Regions from separate parts of the Mus musculus genome. Here region 2 is linked to region 1. The links are chromatin contacts, called in public Hi-C maps. All regions are on one chromosome and are shown on one strand. The core of a region is the stretch at or near the end of the contact, and the rest is flanking DNA. Distances in the headings are between cores, read along the strand shown.

The links. Hi-C and Micro-C count contacts between places; a contact is called where the count stands out from the background.
Region 2: a Hi-C map of the N1E-115 cell line shows a contact between it and region 1, with 6 times the contacts expected there. The contact joins two enhancer-like sites. A contact is called at or near these places in 2 of 484 Hi-C or Micro-C datasets (the N1E-115 cell line and uterus).

Annotation. Positions count from the first base shown.
Region 1 is chr9:116,485,861-116,492,633 of GRCm38.p6, forward strand. No RefSeq gene overlaps it. Among named protein-coding and RNA genes, the nearest start is that of Gm39449, 36 kb to the right of the region's middle. Within about 2 kb of position 3,636, at least 20 of the 459 cell types and tissues checked have an H3K27ac peak or open chromatin away from gene starts, as enhancers often do. A contact at or near this core is called in the N1E-115 cell line, where this site is marked.
Region 2 is chr9:117,037,063-117,044,416 of GRCm38.p6, forward strand. The region is part of intron 3 of Rbms3 (RNA binding motif, single stranded interacting protein); the gene reads right to left. Among named protein-coding and RNA genes, the nearest start is that of Gm39452, 150 kb to the right of the region's middle. Within about 2 kb of position 4,674, at least 41 of the 459 cell types and tissues checked have an H3K27ac peak or open chromatin away from gene starts, as enhancers often do. A contact at or near this core is called in the N1E-115 cell line, where this site is marked.

The DNA.
Region 1 (6,773 bases), core at 2,386-4,885:
ATTACAGAAAGGCCTTAGGTAGATAAAGGTTAGTTGGACAAGATTTGTTGTTTCAGATTCCTCCAGGGTTTGGCTCATCTGTGGTGAGATAAGAAACTCAGTCCTGCCATTCTTCCTAGTACAGGGAAGGACTTTATACATGGGGATTTTGTTATGGTCAGGGGCCAAGTATCCCTTTCATGACTGCTGTTCTTCAAGTGCTATAATTCAGAATCAACAATCACATATTTGTGAGTGACTGACTGATCCACTCCAGTGTGGAGTGTTAGCTGCTTGTGGCACAGCTGTGACAAAATGTGTGAAAGCTGTAGGAAAGGTTGGTCTGGGCTTACAGTTCAAGGGGCAGAATGAATCCATCACAGTGGAGAAGGTCTGGTGGCTGATGTAGCTCACAACTGCAGCTGGGGAATTGCCTGCTCAAATCCAAGCAGAGCAGGAAGCAGAAAAGAGGGGCCCTGGCTTCTCAGGGTTCTGGTGGCATGGTTTACACCTCTAAAGTCAGCACTAGGGTGCCTCAGGCAGGACGATCTGGAGTTCCAGAGCAGCTTAAGCTACAAATTGAGTCCCTGCCTCAAAGGAAAAATAAACAAGTTTGTGACTATATCTACAACAGTGATAATAATGTAATACTAAAGCAACCTAAATATTAAACTATAGCAACAATATCTGTCTTGTTTATATTGGTTCTTTTGACTTCCTCAGAGAAGATATGTTGATACAGTGCACCACCCCAGCACCACCTGGTTGAGTTTTATTTGTGTCTTTTGTAGGATTATTTCTTTGATTTGGGAGACAGAGGCTCTATTCTTCAAAACCAAGCCATACTCCGCAACACTATCAGAGGATCTTTATAAAACACAGGCCTCCTTGTTTTATACTGTGCTTTACAATGCTTTAACGCTTATCATCATGGGCCAAATGCATACTAGTCTGGCTCTAATCAGGAAGACACTCACCTGTTTTCTTCATATGCACTCAGGCATGCCACTCCAAGTTAGCAGAAATCACTGAGAAATAGCCTCATGTTATGGGATATCCCAGGTCTCAAGGAAGCATGTGACTATTTCCACTTAGCTTAGAAGGAAATCGAAGGTAGGCGAATGTGTGTGTGTGTGTGTGTGTGTGTGTGTGTATGTGTGTGGGTGTGTAGGTGTGTAGGTGTGTGTGTGTGTGTGTGTGTGTGTGTGTGTGTGTGTGTTATGTGCGTGTGCATGCATGTGTAAGCCAGAGGAAGGCCTCAGTTATAAGATACCTGACATAGGTACTAAGGACCAAACCCAGATCCTCCAGTGAGCCACTGAGCCATCTCTTAGTCTTCAGAGTAAAATCAACAAGATAGGATTAGAACCACGGTACAAACTAATCAAGGTAGAAGGAGTTAGAAGAGGGGGAGACAGAAGAGAGAACAACAGGGCAGGCATGGACACAGCTGTGTCTGAGGTAGTCCTCTGCCAGGTATGTCTAGGTCATCCTAGGACACAGATATGGCTGTCCTTTTTACATCTTTATGTGAGTTTGCTTTTCATAATGGATTCCTTGCTTTTCGCATACTCCTCTGAGCTCTTGAGGTTTATATCAGAAAGATCCCTAGCTAGTGAAATAAGGACAATAAAGACAGAATGCCTATTGCCATTATATACTTGGTCTGCATGGCTCTCATCAAATCAGACAACAAATATTCCTGGAGGCAGGAGATTAACAGAAGACAATAAGGCAGGCAAACAGTTTTCATTTGTATGAAAAATTACTCATTTTCTGATTGACCCACATTTTAGAACTTTTTCCAAAACTAACTAGGTCTCTAGATTTATAAATACAATATAGGTCAATACACATATTATGTATACTCAATATAAATAATAAAATGAAAGAATACATTTTTTAAATGTCTTCTATATGTGCTACAGTTCCTGATGCTATTCAGAGGAAAACAAGAACTTCTCTCTTCTCCTCTTCTCCGTTGTTTTGTGCTCACATCCTCACAGATGGGCAGTGACCTTCTCACTGCAGATGCTCCAGAGCCACCAGCTTCCTAACATCTGGCACTGTTGCTACTTGGAAAATTCAGAAACTCAGCCTACAGCTGCATTTCACATTTACAGGGGTCTCCATGGAAATCTCCAGTCATTAAGGCCAAGTGTCTCAAATGGTTTGGCCCAAATCTGTGCTTCCTGGTGGTGAGAGTCTGAGATGACCGTGGACTTTTAGAAGCCCTTCATCTGTCCAGCCACGGCAGAAGCACTTGGAACAACCAACAGGAACAAACCTTGCATTGCATTTGTCTTGGTCTATTCTATTTCTGCCTCTCTCTCTCTCTCTCTCTCTCTCTCTCTCTCTCTCTCTCTCTCTCTCTTTCAAATTTTAAAGTTAGTGTACAAAGTGATGGTTTTCATTGTGGAGTTTGCATACATGAGTCATTAGACTTTGTTCTTATTCATCTTCCTTTTCCATTGCCTCCCCCTCGCCCAGTCCCTTCTGCTTCTCTCTTCCTGGTATCCTTCCTCGCCCCAAATAGTCCCTCCCCTGCCTACAAGACACATGGATTCCATCACCGAACTCTTCCTTGTCTCATGTGGTCCCTCTCCTCCCACCCCCAACACATGTAAATCTAGATTCCCCATAGGAGAGTAAACGCTGTGCTTAGCTTTCCGAGTCTTATTTCTCTTGACATAATGATCTCTCTTTCCAGCTGTTTTCCTGCAAATACCACGACTTAATTTTCTTGAGGTTTGAAAAAGTCCCATTGTGAATATATAGCATATTTTCTTTATCATTTATCTTCTGATGGACATCTAAGCTGCTACTGCATCTCTTAGCTATTGTGAACAGTGTGAATCCACAAGAAACTCGCATGTGTACATTAACCCAGAGTCCTTCAGACATATTTGCATGAGTGGTCATCGTTTTTATTTAGAAGGGTGGTGGGTAGCCAAGGATAACCTTGAACTTCGGATCCTTCGACCTCCACGTCCTGGGTTCTGGGCTTATAGCCTCCACCACCGTAATGAAGCACTAGGTATGGACCTTTAAGCATATTCAGCATACATGCTATGAACTGAGCTCCATCTCTGCCCACTCTAATGTGGACTGTCTTAATGATTCTGTTGCTTCTTGCATCAGGAACTGATTTAGAACCACACCTTATTGCCTTACAAAGGAGACTCTTCTCAGAAATACACTACTCCTCACTCATTTCCACCCACTTAACCAACAGACTATGCAACACTCTCTTCCAAAAGTGAGCTGACAGGGGACATTTTGCCTTATACTACTATATATGTCTTTCCCTTCTTTGTGATTTCCCATAGCGGATAATTTATCATAAAATGGGAATGTTTACTTTTGGATATGCACCGTCTCTATAATGCAACCTATGGATCTATTTCTAAGGAGATCGCCTCTCCTCATCACACATGGGCAATGCAGGTACATGGCAGTGGCCCTGGCATTCCCGGGCATGGGCTTGGGCACGTTGCCAGCTGCGAGCCTGTGCACACGCTGAGGGTCACCCACTCTGCACCATCCACATTTCATTCCACCCCCTTGTCTCCCATTGAGATGAATCATCTCCTTTATCCTGTGTGTGGCTGTGAAGCAGCCTGCTGGCCTGTTTGCTAGTTAGGTTGATTATGATTTAATTTTATGGATGATGTCACACAATTATCTCCAGATGGAATAATCAGGGTACAGATCTGCCAAGCAGAGTTGGGAGGGAAGTGGGTTCACCCAGCAAACAGCCATTTCTGCACTGGGATTCCTTTTGTTTTGGCTTTATAAATTTGCCAGCACTGGGTGTGCCTTGCAGGGCCTCGGCTGTCTAATTCAAACCAGAAGACTTTCTCTTTCTCTGAATTTTCTTGTCTTTCTATTATCACATAGTATGCAAAAGGAAGACTCATAAATTAGTTTGTGGAGTTAAAGACTTGCGTTTTCAGCTGTGTGGACTCGTGTGTGTATGTGTGCCTGTGTACATGAACATGTGAAGGCAGGAGGTTGATGTCAGAAATAGCCCTCTAATGTTCTTTCACTTTATTTGACTCAGTCAAATCCAGAATTTAAAGAACTGGCTATAAATCTTGCTCTGGGGTGCCCATATGTGTGCAGTACCCATGGAGGCCAGAAGAGGGCATTGGATCTCCTGGAACTAGAATTACAGGCAGTTGTGAGCTATTGGACGAGGGTTCTGGTCCTTTGCAAGATCAGCAAGTTCTGTTAACCATTAAGCCATCTCTCCAGCCCCTCTTTTTGCATTTTAAATCCATGCATTCACACTACGATTCTCTCTAAGCATTGTTTTAATTGCCTTTCATATGTGTTGGAATGCTGCCTTTCAATTTTACTCAAAAGTATTTCCTGTCTCCCTTGTGAATTTTTCCTTCAATCCTTTACCAATTTAGGAATATTAATTTTCACATGATGAAAAAAATTAAATGTTGATTCTAGGATTTGTTTCCAATTTTCTCCATCAATGAGTGAAATTAGAATTCAATAGCTTATATGGTTTGGAACATTTCTAAATTACTGATTCATTTTTATAGGGTTTAACATATGTCCTTTTATGATCTAACATTTGGTCTATACAGAAGAATAATTTTTTATATTTATATTCATTTTAACTTATATATTTAAATCTAAGATATGTCTGTTTTATATAAATATGTGTGTGTGTGTGTGTGTGTGTGTGTGTATACTGTAGAGTTGATAATATTTTATTTTGTACATTTTTCTGGTACCAATCTGTGCTTGTGGATTGGAATGTTGAATATATTTACATTAATGTCCATATTAATATTTATGCCTGGCACTTATTTTCTATTTAGTCTCCAATTTGTTATAATTATTATTTTGTTTTACTAGCTATTCATTTTTGTCTTCTCATCACTTAAATGGATGTTTCCTCCTGTACCATTTTAATTTCATTTCCTTCTATTAATTCTCTTTCACTAATTAGCTTTTATTAGCTTTGTGCTACTTTACTCATAATTGCCTTGAAGATTATAATGGATACCTCACAAAAATTTCATTCAGGGGATGGAGAAATGGCTCTGGGCTTAAGAACATGTACTGTTCTACTAGAGGACCAGAGTTTAGTTTCCAGAACCCATGCTGGGCAGCTCACAAATGTCTGTGTGTGGATGGTTTTATGTTAACTTGACACAGCTAGAATTATTTGAGCAGGGAGAATCACAAGTAAGAAAATGCCTTTATAAGACTGGCCTACCTATAGGCAAGTGTGTGAGGTATTGTCTTAGTTAATTGTCAATGTGAGGGAGCCAATCCCACAGGAGTGGCCTGTTGGGCCTCTTGCTATAAGAAAGAACAAGTCAGAGGGAGGAATGCAGAAAGCAACACTCCTCCATGGTTATGCTTTGGTTCCTGACTCCATATTCCTACCCCAGTTCCTGCCCTGACTTCCTTGGAAAATGAACTACGGCTCTAAGATGAAATAAACCCTTTCCTCCCCAAGTTGCTTTTGGTCATGGTATTTTGCATAGCAGTAGAAACCCTAGTTAAAACAGATTATAGCTCTAACTTCCAACACCCTCTTCTAGCCACTGGGAGGCACCATGCTCACATGCCCAGACTCAAAAACACAGACACTGAGTTTCTGAGTGTCTCCAAACACCACCACATGTCATGAAAGAGAAGCAGGAGCCAGATATTATCTGTATCCAAGAACCAGTTGTTGACATCAGAGAGACTTCGCTATTATTAGTTTAAAATTAGTTCTTTCTATTTCCTTCTGTTAGTTGCTTAGGGCTTCCATGACAGAATACCATAGAGTATATGGATTAAACTGTGGAATTCTATTTTCTCAATATTTGTGAGGTTGAAAGTCTAAGTTGAGACACTGTGTACTTTGGATTCCTCTGAGGTTTTTCTTCTTGGCTGGTAGATGATCTCTGCTGCAGACCAAATGTCTGTGTTTTTACAAAATCCATAGGTTGAAGGCTAGGTCCTCACTGTGATCCTCAGAGGTGGGGCTAAGTGATCTGATGGAGGGACCTCTGGGGAAAGTGTTCTCTAATTGTCCAAGGTGTCTGGCACCAGACAGGTCCAGAGATATGACCTTCAAATGGTGATTAGGTCATAAGGGTAGGGTTCTCCTGAGTACATTAGTTATTGCACACCTTGAGGACATGATATTGACAACATCTCTCCTTTCAATGGTCTAGGGACCCAATGAGAAGATGAACATCTGCAAACCGGAATAAAGGCCTCCCTAGATCCCAAGTTTCCCCATTGCCTTAATCCCATCCCCTAGATCCCTGTTGTTTACCCTACCCCCATCCCCTACAGTTCTGTTAGCACATCCTGAATTGGTCCAGCTTTCACAATACATCATCAGGTGGCCTTTCTTCTTCCCAATCTATTTACAAGAATGCCAGGCAGAGTGGATTGGGGAATCTATCTACCTGAAGCCTTCATTTTAATTAATTACCTCTTTGAAACCTTATCTCCATTGACAGGCACCAGGAGGTGAAAGCTTCCATGGTGAATTTCAGAGGCCACAAGTGTCAAGTATCCATGGTCCTTTCCTGCACTGGAAAATGAAGCATGCAGGGCATGTTGGTGGCCACAGAGGTAACTTGAGGGAACTCATACTATAGCCTTTTCTCCTCTACACATTTCTCCCAGCTTTGTCCTAAACACGTGGCAGAGCTAAGAAATGATCTGGTGTCTCTTCCCACTTTAATAGTACACCAGACTTTTCAAGATGCTGTGGCAGAACTAAGAGAACCCAATTGTCCACAGATATCCACTTAGGCTAA
Region 2 (7,354 bases), core at 3,424-5,923, 550 kb after region 1:
CAACTTCTTACCTCACACAGCTCAGGCCCATGTGCCAAGAGATAGTCCCATCCACAATGCATTGCGACCTCCTACACCAATTACCTATCAGTCAAGAAGAGGTAAGGCTCCCTCTTTCTGGGTGTGCCAAAGTGGCAACCAAGATTGGTCCCCACACCTTCTAAGACAGAGCCAGGAGTATATAAGAGGATTCTGTGCAGATCAATCACATGTAAGAAGACTGATATGGTGAAAATAACAATTCCTATCAAAGCTCCACCAATTTCCTAAGGATGGATCTGCTGAATGGATTCAAAGAACAGATCTAAATCCCCTCAAATGCTTCCGAGACTGGATGAACACTTTAAATCCATCTCTAAGCCGACCATCACACTGTTGCTAACACCAGACAAGGCCACTGAGTGGCAGAATACTTTAAATCCATTTGGAAGGCCACTGTTACACTGTTGCTAAAGCCAGACAAGGGCACAGGAAGAGAGGCGCTCAGGTCAGCTCAATGAGGACCAGGGATGCAAAACTCTCAGCCAAATGATAGAAAATGGACTTAACAGCATAGTTATGCATTGTGTGCAAGTGAGGATGATTTGATTGATGTGAATATTGTCCAATCACATCTTCTAATGCATTGTGAGCAAGCGAGGATGATTTGATTGATGTGAATATTGTCCAATCACATCTTCTCACAATAAAAACTCCACACATTAAATACAAAAGGAAGCATCACAATATTCCTTGTGGCTATGGTAAAGACACTCGACAGGATGAGTTTAGGAGCAAAGAGATTTGTTTTGGATCACAATTTAAGGGCACATAGCCTATTGTGGTGGTGAAGGCATGGTGAGAACAGCTCTTTCCTGTGTGTGTCTGCCGGAGTGTGAAGCATCTGGCTACAGGACAGCAGGGAGCCAAGACTAAGACCAGAATGAGGGCCAGTCTATAACTCTGAGGACCATTCTATGCTCTGCATCTGGAATCACATCCAAAAGATTCCACTATGTCACAAAATAGTCTCACTGGCTGGGAATCAGGTCCTCAACAGGTGTGCCCATATGGGACATTCCATATCATGATCATAACTGATGCCTTCCTCCTCTCTGGGGAAAAGTGGGAACAATGTCTTCTAGGGTCAGAGACAAGAGAATGATGCTCACTTTCTTCATGTCAATTTAAAGAAGAAGGGAAGTCCGGGACAGAGCAATTAGGCAAAGAGAGAAGGCTTATACATGGAAAACCCTCAATACTTAAGCAAAAATTGCCAGAATAAATATGTTCTCTAAAATTTCCCAGAAAGAAAAAACTGTTTTTCAGAAAAAAATCAATTTTTAATATACTAACAGTGAGCTATCTACAAGACAAATCAAGAAAATAATCTCATTTACAACAGCAATAAACACATAGAATAAACATTGATGAAAGAGATAAAGGCACAAAGAACATTCCGAATCCATTGACTACAAACTTCATATTTAAAAATGCCCAAGCTACTCCGGTCTACAGATTAAACACAATGCCTATCACAATTCCAGTTATGTTTTTCAGAGAAATAAAAACAAATTTTAACATTAGAAGATATTCCTAACATCTTGGGAAGCAAATATAAGCTTTTCGGAAAAGGACGAAGCAGAAGACATCAGAGCACGGACCACAAAGCTATACAAAGCTATCATGACACTGACACCATGGTGGTGACACAAATATTCAATAGGGGTTGGAGAGGTGACTCAGCCATTAAGAGCACGTGCTACTCTTGCAGAGGACCTGAGTTTGGGTCTTAGCACCGTGTCAGATGGCTAACAACCAGCTGGCAATTCCAGCCCCAGGAGATTTGATGCTCTCTCCCAGTCTGCAGAAGCACCCGCACTCATGTGCACATATCGTCGTCATATTTAATTACACACGTAATTAAAAATAAATCTTAAAAATTAAAAAGAGTGGTGGCTACCACAGGCTGGGTGTGGATAAGGTGGTCATGGAGATACTGGACAAGTGTTAGCAACTTAAGTCAGGAAGAAAGACTTGTGGAGAGGGCTTGCACAACATCAGACCTCACCTGGTAACAACATCCATCCATCCATGCCCTTAGAGTTTGCATTTCCCTGATGGGCAAGGATGCTGAACGTGTTCTCTCATCCTTATTAGGCATTTGCTGTTAAACTTCTGAGAACCTATTTATCAACCTATTTATTTCCTGGATCATTTGGTTGTTGGGACATTGTGTTTGAGGGGTTGTATATTAATTCTCTGTCAGACCTGGAATGGTCAAAGATTTTTCTCCCACTGTGTAGCTGTAGCTTCACAAGATATTTCACTTTTCTGTGCAGAAGTCTTTATTTCTTACAGCTCCACATGTCAATTCTTGATTACTCTTGAAAATTGCTGGATTTAACTATCTCATTACTAAACATATTAGTATCTGAGTGTTTTCATATGTTAATCAGCTTGACTTGGCAGCCAATAAAGTATATATCACATATATATCATAAATATCATAATATATGATATATTATAATATATTATATATATATAAATGTATTGTGTGCATGTGTGTGTGTGTGTATGTATGTATATTCCAAAAATTGTGTGTGGGGTGAAGATGTAGCTGAGCTTAGAACTCTAGCCTGATATGAATGATGATCTTGGATTCAGGCCACAGCAACACATACAAATGATGTTAATCTATAAGTGTGTGTGTGTGTGTGTGTGTGTGTGTGTGTGTGTGTATACACACACACACACACACACACACACACACACACACACATATACATCTGGATGCATGTGGAGGCCAGAGGTCAATCTCCTATCTCATCCCTTAGGTACCATCCACCTAGAGGTTTTGCTATTGTTGTTGTTGTTAAACTGCTTCCCTTACTGGCCTTGAGCTTGCTTATCTGGCTGGACTGGCTAGCAGCCAGCCTCAGAAATCTGCCTGCCTGCCCCCCCCCCCTTCTCTAGCACTGGGATTTCGAAGCATGTGTCACTGTGCCCGGCTCTCTGGCATGGCTTCTGGGGACAAAGCCTTCACACTTGCACAGCAAGCACTTTACCAACTTAGACAGCTCTCTGGGCCGAATTTATACTGTTTCTGTGTGTCAGCTTACCAAGTAATGCATAAAACCATGACAGAGGAAACATGTTCCAAGCCTCTTGTTAACTTCCCTTTCTTAATTAGCTTCTACAAGACCTATTAACTTATCCCAGTTTCCAGCAGATTACACCACACTTCAGTTCACACTTCATGGTTCCCAGTCACAAACAGGGACTCGCAGTGACCTGGCCCAAGGACAGCACCCAGCCTTGATGACGCACACATTACCAGGAGGTCAGTTTTTCCACTACTGACTGGAACAGCTCAGAAATACTTGAGACGTGGGCACAACATCAGTCCAGTTCCTGGCTAGCGAGGGTAGCATCCCCTCTCTAAACTCAGAGGTGGAGTTCGTTTTCCTGGGATGGATCAGAAGGTCACAGGCTCTGTGTCCCATGTGTGTGCTGTGAGCTCATAGGAGCTGGAGATTCTGAACACAAAGGACAAAACGCTCTTCAGAGTACAAAGTCTGCGTGCAACCACTTGCATCTCAGAGCTCCGAGGAAGCCTTTAACTTCCTGGGGAGATCCAGCTAAGGATGTCTTCCCATTTTCTTCAGTGTCTAAGAAAACCTCTGGACACACTGAAGCTCATGGTTGTCATGGAAGAAGAGGGAAGCTGAGCCACGTTGCATGAGATCATTTCCACTGTGAAAGTTCTTCAGACTTATTGTTGAAAACAGCCTCTATAGCTGAGGAGTGAGCACCAGTCCTCCATGTGCAAGCAAGAGGACCTGAGTTCAAATCCCTTCGACATGTATAAAAGCTTGATACGGCTACATAAACATGTAGTAGGGCAGAGACAGGTAGATCTCAGAAGCTCACTGGCCCAGCAGTCTAGTCAAAAGAGCAAGCTTTAGGTTCAGTGAGAGACTTCTGCTTCCAAAACCAAGGTGGGGTGTTACTGAGGAAAATATCTGTAGTCCTGCCCCAGCGGGTGCATGTATGCAGCACACACACACACACACACACACACACACACACACACACACATACACACACACACGTCTTCAGATGAAGAAAACAAAGGATAAAACACATCCTGCCAGGTCATGTGACAGAACTCAGCTCTCCTCACAAAGAAGAAATTGCTGCCTTGCTGATCTGCAAAGGCCCACCAGCAAAATTAGACTCTGTGCAGGTGGTGGTCTTGGGGAAAGGAAGTAACCTTCTGCAGTCTCCCTGCCAGGATCTAGTTACCAGAGCAGGGTTAGAATCAGAACAGGGTTAGGGTTAGAGTTAGGCTTAGGGTTAGGCTTAGGGTTAGGCTTAGGGCTAGGGCTAGGGCCAGGGCCAGGGCTAGGGCTAGGGCTAGGGTTAGGCTTAGGGCTAGGGCTAGGGCTAGGGTTAGGGCCAGGGCCAGGGCCAGGGCCAGAGCCAGGGCTAGGGTTAGGGCTAGGGCTAGGGTTAGGGTTAGGGTTAGGGCCCCAAGTTATTACCAACCTGGGGGGGGGGTGGAGAAAAGGGAATATGGTAAAATCTAAATGTTGTAAGAATTCAGACTCAAATGTAGGCAGTGTTCTAGAAGGAGACAAAGAGGTAATCATGGGCTCAAGAGACAGGAATAGTGTGTGGAGTTCTCTGTGTAGCTGCTGTGGTTGAGAGGAGCCAGGAGGCAGCTTTCAGCTTTCAGAAAGTAGAGTGCATCTGCAGACAGTAGGGAACTGTGTGATGGGGGGAAGATGTTTGAGAAAAACCAGATCACAGAAGCAAAACAGACATTAGCAGACACTTGGCTATCTTGCTGCAAGAACTAGATTCTGGACTGGGAAGCATCCTACCTTCAAAATCCAAATAGAAAGCCTGTCCAGCCTATCTGTGGATTGGATTCCTGGGTTCATCCATCAAGTAGATACTACTCCCCCCAAACACTCTGAACAATAAGTGGAAGACGTGTAAAAGGAAGAAGGGACCCTGGGAAAACAATTGGGAAAGAAGAACCATCTTTGAAGGCCTTACCCTTTCCCACACTGAGCAAGCCCAGGAGGTGATCCAGCAAGGATGGAGGGAGACTGAAAAGCAAGCTTGCCTGGGGAATCAGACACTGGGGGAGGAGTCTGTTTCCTTCTTGGCCTCAAACCAAGACAGCATCAGACACCGTTGGGTTCACTCCACCTACCATTTCATGGCTATTTTCCCCCACTTACAAAGTATGAAACTACTGCTTACATTAAAATTATCACCAGTGCAAACCTGGGCATGTGTTTATAATAGCAGAGGCCCAGAATGCTTCAAGGGTGAAATGTGACTGAACTGTTTCCCAAAGAGGCATCATTGTCATGCGTTTAACATCTGCACTGAGTGACAAGCAGGACCAGGGAGGCCAACCAGCCCTGTTTATGTTACCACGGACGTAGTGGGTTAGAACTACTCTGTGTTGCTTTCAAACTGCCTTTATAGGGACTCATAACGCTATGCTCAGGTCGGTCTGTCATTGACAACATGAGCAGGATCCCTGCTGTTGATCTTACCTATGAGGATTATGTGGGGACCAAAGGAGAGAGTTGATCAATAGATCAACTATGTTTGTGAGCTGGGCGGACATATGCTTGCAATGCTACCATATGAAGTTTGGCACACAGCTCAGCATCTCTGCCTTTGCTTCCTGCCACAGAAAAGGGGATGAGAGGCATCCTCTAGTTATTTGATGCCAATGACATGTTTCAGGTGCACAGGTGATATGTAGCTTTCTCCTTCCAACTGGAGGATCCCTTCCTGAGTGAGGGCTACTGGGAGTTGTGGAAACCAATGATCCTTACAAAGCATGGAAGGTTCCTTTTCCTGGGCAAAGACCAGCTTCAGGCTTGTATATGCTGTGAACAGTTATGGGGCAAAGGAGACTCGTGGAACTGCCTACACGTGGTGCAGGGAACAGTGTGAAATGCGGCTTTAGTGAGTGGTCACCCATGCTGCGCCAGGCGTTGGATGATACAGCTGCCCGTCAATCACACATGCTCCTGTAAGTTAACATCAGTCAATGCATTGGCTCTCCGAGCTGGATGTGGATCGACTTGTTCTCATCTCTGCCCTAGGTAGGGCGAACAGGTGTTTGTTCAGAACTCAACAGGAAATTACATACACCCAGCCTTCCATGGTATTCTAGTGAGCTGAGTGAACTGGTTTTAAAGAAACGTTGGTGGTATAGCTTCAGCCAAGAGACAGCCCTGCTTAAATGCTTTTTTTTCATTTTTTATTAGATACTTTCTTCATTTACATTTCAAATGCTATCCCAAAAGTCCCCTATACCCTCCCCCCACCCTGCTGCCCTACCCACCCACTCCCACTTCTTGGCCCTAAGACCAAGGGGCCTCTCTTCCCAATGATGGCCGACTAGACCATCTTCTGCTAGATATGCAGCTAGAGACATGAGCTCTGTCCTGAGTGAGGCAACCCAACCACAAAAGAACTCACTGGATATGCACTCACTGATAAGTGGATATTAGCCCAGAAACTTAGAATACCCAAGATCCAAATTGCAAAACACAAGAAAATCAAGAAGAAGGAAGACCAATGCATGGGATACTTCATTCCTCTTTAGAATAGGAACAAAATACCCATGGAAGGAGTTACAGAGACAAAGTTTGGAGCTGAGTCAAAAAGATGGACCATCCAGAGACTGCCCCACCAGGGGATCTATCCCATAATCAGCCAACAAACACAGACACTATTACATATGCCAGCAAGATTTTGCTGAAAGGACCCTGATATAGCTGTCTCTTGTGAGGCTATGCCAGTGCCTTGCAAATACAGAAGTGGATGCTCACAGTCATCTGCTGGATGGAACACAGGGCCCACAATGGAGGAGCTAGAGAAAGTACCCAAGGAGCTGAAGGGGTCTGCAACCTTATAGGCGGAACAACAATATGAACTAACCAGTACCCCCCAGAGCTTAAATGTTTTTAAATAATGGTGGAGCCAAATGATAGTCCTCTGCCACACATGCATTTGCTCTCTGATGCATTATGAGAGTGTTATAAATGAAGACCTTGGTGCGGACTCAGTTATACAGCATATTTATAATAATACACCGTCTACCAGCAGAACCAATGTTTTTCACATCTGTGAGATGACACGTAGCATCATAGTTCATGTTGAGTTCACAAGAGGAAGCATGGCTTCTCGCCTGAGAAAGCAAATGAGGACACCATTCCTGACCCAGGCCCTTGAGAACTGCACCCTCTTCCTCCTCAGTTCTCCTTCTCTTCATCTTCTGGTTCCTCTTTGTTCTCTTTCTTTCTCTCCATCTTTCTTTCTTTCTTTCTCTCGC